5 separate regions of the Mus musculus genome follow, and all the other regions are linked to region 3. Evidence: chromatin contacts called from public Hi-C and HiChIP or PLAC-seq data. All regions are on one chromosome and are shown on one strand. The core of a region is the stretch at or near the end of the contact, and the rest is flanking DNA. Distances in the headings are between cores, read along the strand shown. Region 1 overlaps Myocd (myocardin). Region 2 has its middle 71 kb from the start of Gm12295. Region 3 overlaps Gm40026 (a long non-coding RNA gene). Region 4 holds the start of Myocd (myocardin). Region 5 has its middle 16 kb from the start of Gm12295.

Region 1 (2,700 bases), core at 165-2,664, 460 kb after region 3:
GCAGAGCTTAGATTGTTCTGAAAACAGTGTATGAACTAACTCCAGATTCCTGAATGGGGGAGGGGGGTGTTTGGGAGAAGAGTCTAAGAGATAGAAGAGAGACACTGGGTTTCAGTGAAAAGGTTGGCCCCTATCCAGTGAGTTTTTCTAACCGAAGGAAAACAGTTTTCTGACACAATGATGAAAAACTACTAATGCTTACTTATTTAGGTTAATAAATGGTTTCTGTAATTCTCTGCACTTTTTTAACATTTCCTATTTTTATTTTATTTTTGAGGACATTTAATTATATTTCTTTCTTCCTTTTCCTCCCTCCAAACCCTTCCCCAGCCTCCTTCAAATCCATGACCTCTTTTTTCACTAACTGTATTCAAATATGTATACACATAGAATCTGCTGTCTGTGGTAGTCTGTGTATATGTTTCCAGGGACAACCATTTGGCACCGGATATTTTGTGTGTGTGTGCTAAAATGTGTAAGAATGGGTTGGGGTTATTGTTTAATGGTAGAACAATTTCCTAGCATGCACAAAGACCCTACCCAGATTTAATCTCCAATTCCTAGCATGCACATATACACATATACCTCAAAGTACAAGTATTAATTTTAAGTGTTCCCACTAATACAATGGAACACTATACAATTATTTTTTTAAATGAGGATAGTCATGGGGGGAGGGGAGAGGGATGGAGTAAAATATGATTTTCAGTGTTGGGAATTGAACCCATGGCTTTCTACATACTAGGCCAGCACTATCACTGAGCTATACCCCCAACTCTTGATTAGTATGCTATACCCAGTCCAATCTATTTAAAACTTCATTTTGCATTTATCTTTCTGAATCCATATAGTTAAATCTAAAAGAGACCACTGACTTCCACTGTGAGGTGAAATATGTACATTAGGTATTTTTATGCTACATAAATTTTTATCACGAACTTCCTCTTTGATAGTTATAACAGCAATAATGACTTCTACACATTGACCCATAGAGCAGATGTCCCAGCATCTAAGCTGGTTAGCAGGCTTTCCATTGAGCTAATCACTGAAGTTTCCACTTGCTGTGTCCTTGCCTGGCCTCTTTCCTGATTTGACACTTGGATGTCCACATGAGAGGCTGTGACACATGCCAGCAGTGGGGGCGATGACAAGCCCCAAACCACATTTGTTCCATTTCTCCCAACTCCTCACAGCCTTCGCCATGGCCACGGTGAGAGCTCCTGTCTGTTATCTGTACCTAGTAAGAGTCAAAAGTTCTTGTGAGTGTGATTGCAGAATGGGGGGCTGGAAAGGCTCCCGATAATGTTGAAATTCCTTTGAAAGGGCTGTGCTTAGAATGGGGTCAGGAGAGCTCTGTGGCTTTGGCACATTATGTATTGTCTTGGACAATAAACTAGACGGGGGGAATGGGTGGTGTTAAATGTGAGAAGCGGGTAAGGATAACGTTATAGCCCCATCTGATCTGATGGCCTCTATTTGCAGCACAATGTCTCTGCTGCCCTAGAAGACCACCCAGGGGACAGAGGAAGCATCTGGGGGATGGTGGGAACTGTGAAAGGACTTACAAAGACACAAGATATCAGACATGAGAATATAATCCATGTGCTGAGAAAATCAGGGTCAGGTTGAAGTTTCCGAGATACCTTTTTTTGGCTTTTCTAATTAGCGACGCTTTGGTTGAGTGGCCACTCGGACGTGAACACCGGTGACGTTAGCGAAATCTGACATCTAGGAATTTAAACTTAGTAGCTGGCCTCCCTTCTCCGTATTAGCGAAGTCTGCTAAACATTTTGTGCCATGTGCCCTGCTTTATCTTTGAAGATGAAGCAACTGGCAGTCTGTCATGTTGATTCTCTCTCATGCTGGAAAGCCCAAAGGAGAGGGGCAGTCACTCTGCATTATCTTCCCGTGGCTTCACAGCACGTCCATTCCTTTCCCTTTTCCTGATTTATTTTCAAAAGGACACAGGTTCCATAGAAAGCGCTGAGAAATGACTCAGCCTGGAAATAAAGTTTAGTGAATGATGATGCGCTTTGAAGTTCTTGTGTAGAAAATTTGATCGTTTAAAATATATTTTCACTCTTCCCTGAACTTGTGCTGCACTGGGGGAGCAAAATGCGTGTTCTAGCATAGGGGCGACACTTCACTTAGCAGCATTTCTGAACAGCACTGGGACGCTCCAAGTCATTGATTCCACCTTGGTTTTCTCTCACTCAGGTACTGAGGTGAGCCTCTCCAAGGCAGCAGATGCATTCGCCTTTGAGGATGACAGCAGTAGAGATGGGCTCTCTCCAGATCAGGCTAGGAGCGAGGACCCCCAGGGCTCTACAGGATCCACCCCAGACATCAAATCCACTGAGGCTCCTCTGGACACAATCCAGGTAAAACAGACTGGCCTGCCTGACCGTCTTACATTTCACATTGTTACTGCTGTAGCTGGTGTTGCTTCCAGCCCCTCACTCTGTCTGCTGCTGGTTTTACCGTGAGACAGTGTCTCACTATATAGAATAGCCTGGTCTCAAGCTCAACCCTTGGCTCAGGCTGAGTGATGGGTTTACAGTGTATGCCACCAGCAGCAGCTTACCTGGTGATGTAGTTTCTTGTTGTCTCTTCTCAACCTATTCAGCGCAGGGACTTGTGGGTCTTAGAAACATTGAAAACTCCTCACAATGTTAGCTTTCAAGTTACCTTGTAAGCAAG
Region 2 (2,700 bases), core at 122-2,621, 310 kb after region 3:
AGATCATGGCTTATTCCCATTTCCCCTGGATTAATTACCGTTAACGTGTGATGAAATGTAATAGCCACAGTGATTCACCAGAGGAATGGCTTATTGGCTCTTACAGCTCCAGAGGTATCCATAGGTGGGGAGATAAGGCCGTGGGTGGGAATGGAGACTTGAGCAGGAGTTGAAAGCTCACATCTTCTGCTCCAGGCACAAAGCAGAGAGAGCAAACTGGAGGTGGGTAAGGCCTTCTAGTTCTCGAAACTGGTCCCCGTGACAGACCTCAGCAAGGCCCACTAACTGACCTTCCCTGGAAAGCACCACGATCTATAGACCAAACCTTCAAATGTGGAGGCAATTTCTAAGAATATACATTTTGACTGACGGAAACAAAAAGTTTGTAAGGTCATTGCCTTAAAAGAACAAGAGAAATCTCATTGTCCAATGCTTTCACGAAGGGGTTTAGCCCATCAAACAACTCAAACTGCTTATTATCTATTCTGTGAGGTCTAGGGGCAGTGGTTTTTTCTTTCTTTTTTTTTTTATAATCTAGAGGGTTTATAAAATGTTTTCTTGGTTCTCAGACTCCGTATTATCGAACTTTTGTTCCTAGGGAAGTTGACCATCAGTGCCTGCAATCAGCATCCTGCCACAGAAAGGCTATCCGCCTTTAGGGAGGTGGAAGGTGTGGGTTTGAGAGTTATAGCAGCCCTCTTACAGCTTGTGCTTGCTGTCACTAGAAATCTGTATTCTCTACATCTATCTATACTTCTTTTTCCTATTGATATAGTCCTATGAGCAGGAAATAGCATACGTACTGGCCTAACATGACTATGAATCTCCTTTTGTTTGATTGTTTGTTTGTTTGTTTGTTTATTATTGTGTGCTGCACACAATGTGTACGTAGTTTTGTGCACCATGGCACACATGTAGAGATCAGAGGTCAACGACGTGGAGTGTCCTTTGGATTCCAAGAATCAAAATCAGGTCACCAGGGTTGTGTCAGAAGCACCTTTACATATAGAGCCACCTTACTGGCTCAACTATGGATTTTCAAAATATAATTTTTGATTATGTTCCCCAGTCTCTCTCTGGGGGTCATGTCTCTGGATTCGGTGGTGTCTCAGCACATGACCATTAGTGACTACTAAGATTTATTACCCTGCCTATGTTGGACTTCTCAGCCTGTCACCTCAGCTCTCTCTTCTGTTGCTCTGGCAACCTGTGTGCTGCAATAGGTCTGATCTGCTTTGATGCCGTAGTAGGTCTGATCTGTGGCAGGATGCTGATTGCAGTTTCTGCTTTGGAAACTGCAAGGCAGAGAGGTCAGGAAACTTGTCCAAGGTTACACAGTCATCAAAGGGGCCAGAATTCCATCCAGAAAAAGAACAAGATCTCAGCCTCCAGATCCGCCAGCTTCCGTGCCAACGCTGAGCATCCTCCGAACACACTTAGAGGCGAGCTGCAGATAAGCGTGGCTTTGCACTTCATCTTTGTTTTCCTGTCAAAAATAGAACTTTTACGTTTACTCAAACAGAAAAAGGCACAACACTGCTGTTGCCATGGCGTGGCACTTTAAAAGATTTAGGCAAAGTATAAAAATGTAAGCTCCAAGCCACACTAAGCACTTTGTCCATCAAGCCTAACCAAAAGAGCTGAACCCTTTTCTTCTTTCTTTATACTGACTAAAAATAAAATAAGGGTTTTTATTGCTTTTTCTGTTTATGTTTTTTTGGGGGAAGGAGTGGTTTGAGACGGGGTTTCTCTGTGTAGCCCTGGCTATCCTGGAACTCACTCTGTAGACCAGGCTAGCCTTAAACTCAGAGATACACCTGCCTCTGCCTCTCTCTCTGCCTCTCTGCCTCTCTGCCTCTCTGCCTCTCTGCCTCTCTGCCTCTCTGCCTCTCTGCCTCTCTGCCTCTCTGCCTCTCTGCCTCTCTGCCTCTCTGCCTCTCTGCCTCTCTGCCTCTCTGCCTCTCTGCCTCTCTGCCTCTCTGCCTCTCTGCCTCTGCCTCCCAAGTGCTGTGCTGGCATTAAAGGCATGGACCCTTCATGACATGGCATTTTATTGTGCTATGTCTCTGAAAACTTGCTGTCCTTGTCACTGCATCACGTTCTTCTGCATAAAGACCACCTTGTGAGATTTCCTTCCACAAGAGAAAAATCTTCAGAGCTTGCACACGGCTTTCTCCTGCGGTGGTTTCTGTTGCACTGGCTGGGGCGTGGAATCTGACGGAGTATGAGAATAGGAGAGCTCATTTTGTGTGTTTGGGGTTTGTAGGGGAGCAATGGGATGTCTTCCCACCCCATTGTGATGCTCCCTGCCCGGGTGTTTTTAGATGTTCTTGTCACATCACATTGATGATGCATCTTCCATTTCTAGTTTGCTGAGAGTTACATCACAGGTGAATGAGGAGTCTTGTCAAATAATTTTTCTCCATCACCATGACATCACCATGTCCTGTTAATTTTAATTATTCATTCACCCATTATTTATTTTTTATTTATTATTGTAATAATTTACTATTATTCTTCTATTATTGTTTATTGTTATTATTTTATTATGTTTTTTATTTTATCATTTACATTTATTCTTTATTGTTTATATTTATCATTTTCTTTCTATTATTTTATCTTTTTTATTTTTATTTCATCATATACTTCTGTTGTTACTTATTGGTTATTAATTTTACTCATTTATTAATTTATCACTAA
Region 3 (2,705 bases), core at 108-2,607:
GGCTTTTTAAAAAGTCTCGTGTAATTCTGACTGTTAGTTGTCCTTTAGTGTCCTCAGAAGATTTGGAGCCCCTTCACTCCAGGATGCCATACTCTGCAGATGCTCAAGTTCCCTGTGTGCAGTATCTGCATATAACCCATGCAATTTTCCATAGACTTGAAATCCCCTCTAGCTGTCTCATAACCCCCAGCATTATGCAATGCTGTGTATACAGCTGCTATTATTTATGCAACAAGGGCAAGGAAATAAGCATGTATTTGGATATAGAGACCATATAGTTTTCTCTGTAAATGTTTGTAGTGAAGAGACCTGAATCCAGGACTCTATGGATTCTAGGCAGTCCTCCACAGACCTTTTAAATTTTATTTTGAGACAGTGTCTGGGGGAATGTGTGTGATCCTATTGCATCAACATCTGGAATTGCAGGTGCATCCGACCATGCTTGGCCTTAAGATTTGTAACTTGCGGCTGACCAGATTCACTCACTGGAGCTTACAGATGCAGACAGCTGCCCATCTACGAGACACTCAGAAGCAGGGTTGCTTTCATAGGAGGAAGAGGGGCTAGGTTGATGCTGCATGACTCCCTTGTAGCCAAGAGCATCTGGGCTTCACTTCATCAGGAACTTTGGGTTCTGGAGGATGTAGCTCAGAGACACTTGCTCCAGACTCTGGGAGCCTAAACTTGTCCTTGAAACCCTTTGTTCAACTGGCCCCTTAATCACTAAGTGTGGGGAATAGCACACTAGACCTTCAGATCATCCCCTTAACAGTGTTACCCTCAGTATCCCCAAAGCTCCCTGGGTCTAAACCACCAATCAAAGAAAACACATAGTGGGACTTGTGTCTCTAGCTGCATATGTAGTAGAGGGTGGCCTAGTCGATCATCAATGGGAGGAGAGGTCCTTGGTCCTGTGAAGGTTCTATGCCCCAGTATAGGGGGATGCAAGGGCCAGGAAGTGGGAGTGGGTGGGTTGGGGAGCAGTGGGAAGGGGGAGGGGATAGGGGATTTTTGGAGGGGAAACTAGGAAGGGGATAACATTTGAAATGTAAATAAAGAAAATATCTAATTAAAAAAAATTCAGATAGTAGAAGAGGAAAAAAACAAACAAACCAGTTTTACCCTCGTTCCTCTGTTGATTGGGCTCTGTATACCTGGGGTCTGTGTGGCCATGAGGCTGACAGGAACCATGCAGTAATTGCAGGCAGCCCTCCTCTCCTAGGCCCCATGCTCACTAGTTGGATCTCCAGCATTTTATGGAAATGCTGCATTTCCTTATGACCAATCCCCAGGCTGACAAAGTTAAATAAATGACGGCAGTATGAATCAAGTATGCACATAAAAATGGAAACACTTGAGGTTGGGGGCCTTGGTCCAAGTACAGAATGGTCTCTAGCCTTCCCTCTCCTAAATATTTGCCACTCTCTATCGGAGGCTGGGAGCACGAGGGAGGAATGTGAACTTGCAACGGAAGAAAATAATCATCTCCTGCCTGGAAGATGGCTTGGAATGATGCCAACGAGTTAGGGCTCTGCCCATGGGCACTAAACTCTCTCTGTGCCAGTTCTTCCTCTGCCAGGAACTAGCTGAAGATTGTTCTTTTGTTTGGTATCAAAATATATGTTTCTTCAGATTTTGTGTATTGCATATCTAGAACTAGCTAGCTCATGGGTCTCTTATCACCGTACTTCTTTCTGGTTTGGCTCAGGGTGTGAAATCATAGATTCCTTTGGGAAACAGCTGGCCAGGTCTTTATGAAGTTAAGCACTTGCCTTTCTCCTGAACAGGTATTTTCACCTAACTGAAGGCCTGGGTTCCAATGTTCACAGCCTTTCTCAAGGGGGTCCAAGTTTACAGTGAGCTCAAGTTCATCAGCCTAACATTCCATTCACAGCCGGAATACAACTAGGCAACAGAGGTCACCGATGGATCTCAAAGGCCTGGTGCTAAGCGAAAGAAGCCCGAAGTAAAAGAATAAATGTGTGCTATTGTTTTATGTAACATTCTAAAACAAGTCAGAATGAAAACTAAATTGCTGTGACAGATCCTTGGTTGTCTGGCTGTAAGGGTGGGGTTGACTGAAAGAGGGACAAACCAAAAAGTTTTGGGATAAAGTTTCCTAATTTTAGTTTTTACCTTTAGCTGTGTGGTCTGTTATGAATTGATTTGTGTGTGGGTATTTGCTTGTTCGATTAGCAATGATTAAAAAGACTCTCATCTCCCCATCAGATTCTTTCCCAACTTTATCAAATACCTGTTGGTCATACATATTTCTGATGATTGTAATTACTTTTTAAAATCATGTTTTATTTAAGTTTTTAATTAAAATTATTATTCCTTGTCTAGCTGTACCTATCTGACCCATAACTAGTTTCTCTTCCTCCTCCTCCTCTTCTTCCTCTTCCTCTCCCTCCTCCTTCTTATTTTGAGACAATATTTTGCTATTTATTTGAGACTAACCTTGAACTCATAATCTTACTGCCTCTTTTCTTTCTACTCAGTTTGCCCTTGTAAGATACTGGACCTGGTCATCACGGCTTCTGTTGTTGTTTTTTTTTTTTAATATTTATTTTATTTTCGAGTATGTGTGTGGATATGTACACAGCAGTGTAGATCTCCCCCTCCCCCAGGCCAGGATAGGACAGTGGATCCATAACTCTGGAGTTACAGGCAGTTGTGAGCCACCCAACATGGGTGCTGGGAAT
Region 4 (2,700 bases), core at 79-2,578, 400 kb after region 3:
GTAATGAATCGGGATTGATGTAAGCCATTAAAGCGGCTGTGATCTGTTCCCACAGGAACAGCCCAGTTCAGCACTGCTTGTGGAATGCACAACCACTGCCAGGCTACCACAGGAGGCAGCCTGTTGTAGGCTCGTACTGCCCAACCCTATTCACAAGAGGAAGTTGAGTAGCAGGGCTCCACCTCCTCTCTGATTTAGTGAGGAGGAGCATTACCTATCTCAGAAAACGAATTCCAAGATTCAAGTGCATTGGTGCAACCCAGAGAATGGGAAAAAGGAAGGTCTGGGCACCCTAGGGTGTCTTCAGCAACAGTTGATAGAGGCAGAAGACCCCGGATCAGGGCAGAGATTAGTCCCTAACAGATATTGTTACATTAGGCCTCCACCTGTCATTGTCATTCTCTTCAAGAATTCACAGCTTTGAGACAAAAGGGGAGATGTAAAGAATTGTATCTGGGAGCTCACGTGCATATAAAGTTGCAAATAGTGGCAAATTGTGTGTTGTATGTATGCAGTTCAATGTTTTTTTTCCAACTATCTAAATCTTTGTCTTAGAACATGTGTTGTACTTAATGATGCACGTGGGACCCTGTCACCCCAGGCACCCCAGAGACGCGCATCCTCAGCGCCTCTTTGGGTCCCTTTCCCACTATGAAAGGGACGTGAAAAACCTCTGCACTTTTCCGATCTGGCTTGCCCAGGCCACCGAATCCTACCCTGTTGAGTGCTCAATAGTACGCTCAACTTTTGCACCAATCGCACTCTGGGCTCAGTCCCCAGACACAAACTTTTTGTGAATCCAAAGAGAACATCCAACCACAGGGAAAGACTTTCTGCCACTTCTTCAGCCGCTCAGTAGCTGCTCCAGGCATCGGTCTCCTGAAGCACCACCGCTCGGATACAGAGGGGAAGCGGGTGCTCCCGGGAGTTGCAAGCCAACCCAGCTTCTTGGCCCAGGCTCCAGCGCGTTCTGGAGATGTACCTTCCAGAGCCCTGCAGTAAGCTGGGGACACCAGGGACATGCACACCTAGGACAAGCAGATACACTCCTACCGTCGCCAGGCGCCACCTGCACGCCGGGCGCCGCCTGCAGCCTTCGGGCATCCGATTTAGGGGTGCCAGTGCAGAGACTCCCGCCTGGGCAAGCAGCCTTGGCGCACTATTCTGCAAAGAGTTAAGAGCCGGCTGTTAAGACTCCTGGGGCCGCGTCTGGTCCCCAGGCCCCGCTCACCGCTCCTGATTGGCTGATCTCCTGTCAGTAGTAAAGAGGATCAGATAGCAAACTTGGGACCTTCATAAAGGCGTGGTGGCGGTACTCCGCGACCGCTGGCAGCCTATGACATCAGCCAGGAACGCCTAGGATGCGGCTGTTCCCGGCCACCCTCAGAGGAGGAGGGTCCTGCCTGCTGGGAGTTAATTAGCCTCGCGAGCGGCGAGGGGGGAGGCGCCAGTTTTCTGGGGACACTGGCGGCCACTGTGCGTCCTCCTACCCAAGGGAGCTCCCCAAGAGTTGGATGAATTCTGGGTTGTTAGCTGCTGTCCTCTGGGCTCCCGGGAGCCAGTTTCTGGTGGAAAGCGGGGCGCCTGGCCAACGACCAGCGGCTTGCTGAGACTCACCATGACACTCCTGGGGTCTGAACACTCTTTGCTGATTAGAAGGAAGTTCCGATCAGGTAGAGTAAGGCGTTCAGCACTCCTTAAACTTTTCATCTCTACCACTCAACTGCTTTACAATGAATGCTTCGGGCCTGAGGTGGCGGCCTTCCCTCTGTTTCCCCAAAATGAACACTGTGTTTGACTGAATGCCTTCAAATGTCTTCCCTTTGACCTGTGTTAAGTTTGAGTTTTGTTTACGAATAATCCAATGTTTTACTTTATTTTACTATATTTTCCTTTATCGGTAAATAGACATTTTTAAGGGGACGACCCAAAAGGAACTGTGTTGAAATGGGCAACTCCAGGATCTGAAGTTATAGAGTGGGCGCGTTATCAGTTACAACCGCTGAGACAATGTGCCTAGGACTGTGAGACGTCTAGGGGTCACTTAACATGTAGCTAATCCAAACAAATGTATTTCCCAAAAAAGTCACTTGGAGGAAGTAAAAATAGCGAATTTGGAGCACACCAAGAATTTTTAAATGACATCACCATGGGGGAAAAAAACCAGCGCCACAAATATTTTTTCCCAAACCATCTGATATTTATAAATGGACAATTTTCCCTAAAATTGTTGTGTTAGTGGCACACAGAGAAACTTCTGGAGGGACACTCAGGAGAGGTGAGTATAAGGAAAGGGTACGTGGGGGCCTACAGAAGACGCAGGATTGTGTTCCCTCGTTCGCATCCTGGAAGGGCTACCTAGCTTTGCCCATTCTTGCTTTTATAACAGTGGTAACAGGGCCATTCAATGATGGCAGGGCACCTTCTAAGAACGAACATTTTGGTGGATAGCTCTGGTGTGAGCCTTCCATGTAACAGGTGCTGGCTGATGCTGGTGCCACTCACTCTGTCAATTCCCTTGGTCCTTCTGAAGGAGCTACTCAACTGTTTGTCTTGAAATGAGTGGCTCAGAAATTGTGCACAGTGGGTGATGGGCCATAAGGAGCCTCTGTAACCACCTCAGTTGTTCCTGATCCTTAGGTGTGGATGGGACACTCTGGGGATTTCTTGAAGGATTGTTTAGTGAGGCAAGTTGAAAAC
Region 5 (2,700 bases), core at 74-2,573, 360 kb after region 3:
CATTGTAGGTGGTGGCATCCCTGGGCTGGTAGTCCTGGGTTCTATAAGAAAGCAATCTGAGCAAGCCAGGTGAAACAATCCAGTAAGCAACAATCCTTCATGGCTTCTGTATCCACTCCTGCCTCCAAGTTCCTGCCCTGTGTGACTTCCTGTCCCGACTTCCTTTGGTGATGAACAGCAATGTGGAAGTGTAAGCTGAATAAACCCTTTCCTCCCCAACTTGCTTCTTGCCCATGATGTTTTGTACAGGAATAGAAACCCTGACTAAGACAGATGGTAAGATAGCTCAGTCAGTTAAGTGTCATTATGTAAGCATGAAGGCCCTGACTTGACCCCTGCACCACATAAAAATCTGGACGTGGTGATGTGTGGGTGTTTTTGTCAATCTAAGCATTAGGAAGACAGAGATGGGAGGATAGCCAGGGTTCACTCAAACACACACATTCGAATACACACACACACACAATCACTTTAAAGAGTAAAATTTTAATTTCAGCATATCTGAGTTTGAGTGTTAAATAGTCAAAGATCTGTGAAATGATCAAGCAAATCCCTCCACAGGACAATGCTGTGGTCTTGACATTTGTACGAACTGCAGTTCAAAACTTTTCATATTTGACTCCCTTGTTTGCACAGCACTGGACATGCTCAGTGCTTAGCAGCATGCAGGTGCAGTGTGGACCACACTGGACGGCAGGAATTCGTAGGGTTGTAAGGGTGGGCAGCAATAAATAAAAGTGTCAAGAAGACCCTGCGGAATGGAACTGGGGACAGAGCCTGCCAAGATATAGAGGAAGAAACTTCCAAAAAAAAAGAAAAAATTCTATAGGTGCCAACAGTCCAGGAAGTGGAGTTGCAAACAAAGATGTACATATGACCTTCAAAGGAGTGACCTTGAGGAGGACTCCTTTCTCAAGCCAGGGCCTCAAGGAATGTATGAGGGACACAAGGTTCCCAAAATATGCATTGCTGCCCCTTTCTGGTGCTCATTAGCACAAAACGAGATCCATCTCCTTTATGAGCAATAAGGGACAGGAGCTGAGCTCTCTAAGTGTGTATTCAGAATGTGGGTCCTTCTGGCTTTGCAATGACAACACTCAAGAGAAAGTGCAGAACAGGGTGAATTTCTGCCTACTCTGTGACAGCAGAGGGTGCTGCACCCTCCCCCCCACCCCCTCTAACAGGGTTCATGGTGGCCCTGTGCATTTAGCCTATCTCAATGTTATTTTCTGCTCGCAGTTTTCTGGACAGCTGACACCCTTGACAGTGATAAGAGAAGAGGGTTCCCAAATGGTGCTGTACAGTCCGCTCAGAGCCAAGCAAATACACGAGAGCCTGCCTTATCTCTCCTGTTTCTCAGGGGAAGTGACACAGGCATGAGAGCTGCTGAACAATGTCAACCAGGGACAGAGCATCTGGTGAGACCAAATGGCAGCTAGCTAGATGGCATCTTAAGTGGGCCCTATGCTCTGTGGCTTAAGAGGGACCTGAAATGCATGAAAGGAGATTGAGGGACAAATGGCCCTAACTCAATACATATGGAAGACCCCTTGTATCCACACCCTGCATAGTGTGGAAAGTGCCTACTGTGCGTGAGTATTGCTGAAATGAATGGGAAAAAAAATAGATGGGTAGAGATAAAACACAGAAACAGACCTGTTGGCTGGGATGACTAACTGAGATTTGTTTTTTATTTCTTGCATCAAAACTCCCTTTATTAATTTTTACTCATTAGAAGTTATGGGATAGAGGGCAAGCAAGATGGCCCAGGGAGTCAGAGCACTGACTGCCATAACTAATGAGCTGAATTTAATTCTCAGGACCCACAGAGTGGAGAACCAGCAAGTTGTCCTCTGACCTGCACCAGCATGTCACAGTGCGTGTGCATGGCTACACACAAATAAATACGAGTTGTGAAACAAACAGAGTTTATACTTTTTAAAGTTTCCCCCTATCTAGGCCTTAAGCTCGTCTGTTGTCTGGGTTTTCCCAAACAGGTCTTGACAGATTGACTGTGATGTGATATGCCTGGGCCCCTGATTCACCCAGTCCCCTGAACTGAATCTCTATAAAAACGAAGTTCAGCCATGAGAGAGAAAGAAATTCTTTCATTTGCAGCCATGGGATGAACCTGAGGACAGCAGTTTCGTGAAGTCATCCTGACCTGCTAAAATAAATTGTGCAATGTGCTCATGGCTACATGGGATCTAAAGATGGCAGATTCATCAAAACAGAAGGGATGGTGGAAGCAGGGCTAAGAGATTTGGAGAGATGTCTGTGAGAGGAGAGAGAAGAAAAAGTTCAAGAGATTCGTGGTACACAATACAGACAATGGCGCATTGTACCTAAGATTACTGAGTGTAGGCCCACAGTCCTCTCTCCACAGAAATCAGTGCATGCTGTGAGAGGAATTAAGCCATTGGACACATGCAAGTGTTTCAAAATACCATGTGTATAAATTCTGTCAACTAAAACATTCTATAAGAATGAGAGGGTGCCTTCCTTCTTCACCGGCTGTCCCAGAAACCTCACTCAGAAGTACTCTCCAAAGATACGTACTGAAGGAAGTTCCAAAGACAGCCTGAACTGCAAGGCAGGAGAACCCTTGCAGAGAAGAGGAGCTGCCTGTGTTAGGTTTTAAAAGGGAGACCCTGAAAATATTTTCAGAGTCACCTTAGAAAGAAACTGTAGGCAGGGCAG

What was found. Hi-C and Micro-C count contacts between places; a contact is called where the count stands out from the background. HiChIP or PLAC-seq counts read pairs in DNA pulled down with a chosen protein or histone mark.
Region 1: an H3K27ac HiChIP or PLAC-seq map of heart atrium shows a contact between it and region 3, with 15 times the contacts expected there. The contact joins two enhancer-like sites. A contact is called at or near these places in 3 of 39 promoter capture datasets (the 3T3-L1 cell line, hippocampal neurons and liver), 4 of 15 datasets of contacts at CTCF or cohesin (the NIH/3T3 cell line, embryonic stem cells, hippocampal excitatory neurons and 1 more), 153 of 484 Hi-C or Micro-C datasets (the 3T3-L1 cell line, 3T3-L1-derived adipocytes, the AML12 cell line and 80 more), 11 of 115 datasets of contacts at active chromatin or transcription factors (the HL-1 cell line, PVALB interneurons, astrocytes and 8 more) and 2 of 9 other capture datasets (embryonic tail and embryonic trunk).
Region 2: a contact with region 3 is called in an H3K27ac HiChIP or PLAC-seq map of heart atrium, with 6 read pairs. The contact joins two enhancer-like sites. A contact is called at or near these places in 8 of 484 Hi-C or Micro-C datasets (the HL-1 cell line, cardiomyocytes, cerebral cortex and 2 more) and 2 of 115 datasets of contacts at active chromatin or transcription factors (cardiomyocytes and heart atrium).
Region 4: a Hi-C map of tail fibroblasts shows a contact between it and region 3, with 6 times the contacts expected there. The contact joins the promoter of Myocd here to the enhancer-like site in region 3. A contact is called at or near these places in 11 of 39 promoter capture datasets (the 3T3-L1 cell line, embryonic stem cells, frontonasal cranial neural crest and 5 more), 1 of 15 datasets of contacts at CTCF or cohesin (hippocampal excitatory neurons), 65 of 484 Hi-C or Micro-C datasets (the 3T3-L1 cell line, 3T3-L1-derived adipocytes, the AML12 cell line and 35 more), 9 of 115 datasets of contacts at active chromatin or transcription factors (astrocytes, cardiomyocytes, embryonic basal ganglia and 6 more) and 2 of 9 other capture datasets (embryonic trunk and pancreatic islet).
Region 5: a contact with region 3 is called in an H3K27ac HiChIP or PLAC-seq map of heart atrium, with 9 times the contacts expected there. The contact joins two enhancer-like sites. A contact is called at or near these places in 2 of 115 datasets of contacts at active chromatin or transcription factors (cardiomyocytes and heart atrium) and 1 of 9 other capture datasets (embryonic tail).

What each region holds. Positions count from the first base shown.
Region 1 is chr11:65,203,940-65,206,639 of GRCm38.p6, reverse strand. It overlaps Myocd (myocardin), which reads left to right. Exons shown (of 13, transcript NM_146386.3): 6 at 2,218-2,381. Among named protein-coding and RNA genes, the nearest start is that of Arhgap44, 42 kb to the right of the region's middle. Within about 2 kb of position 1,414, at least 7 of the 459 cell types and tissues checked have an H3K27ac peak or open chromatin away from gene starts, as enhancers often do. A contact at or near this core is called in heart atrium, where this site is marked.
Region 2 is chr11:65,357,757-65,360,456 of GRCm38.p6, reverse strand. No RefSeq gene overlaps it. Among named protein-coding and RNA genes, the nearest start is that of Gm12295, 71 kb to the right of the region's middle. Within about 2 kb of position 1,371, at least 4 of the 459 cell types and tissues checked have an H3K27ac peak or open chromatin away from gene starts, as enhancers often do. A contact at or near this core is called in heart atrium, where this site is marked.
Region 3 is chr11:65,666,288-65,668,992 of GRCm38.p6, reverse strand. All of the region lies in intron 2 of Gm40026 (a long non-coding RNA gene), which reads right to left. Among named protein-coding and RNA genes, the nearest start is that of Gm30786, 7.3 kb to the right of the region's middle. Within about 2 kb of position 1,357, at least 7 of the 459 cell types and tissues checked have an H3K27ac peak or open chromatin away from gene starts, as enhancers often do. A contact at or near this core is called in heart atrium and tail fibroblasts, where this site is marked.
Region 4 is chr11:65,268,617-65,271,316 of GRCm38.p6, reverse strand. It overlaps Myocd (myocardin), which reads left to right and starts at 1,328. Exons shown (of 13, transcript NM_146386.3): 1 at 1,328-1,673. The coding sequence starts at 1,619. It overlaps Gm30586 (a long non-coding RNA gene), which reads right to left and starts at 1,392. Exons shown (of 3, transcript XR_001780238.2): 1 at 1,054-1,392.
Region 5 is chr11:65,302,599-65,305,298 of GRCm38.p6, reverse strand. No RefSeq gene overlaps it. Among named protein-coding and RNA genes, the nearest start is that of Gm12295, 16 kb to the right of the region's middle. Within about 2 kb of position 1,323, at least 15 of the 459 cell types and tissues checked have an H3K27ac peak or open chromatin away from gene starts, as enhancers often do. A contact at or near this core is called in heart atrium, where this site is marked.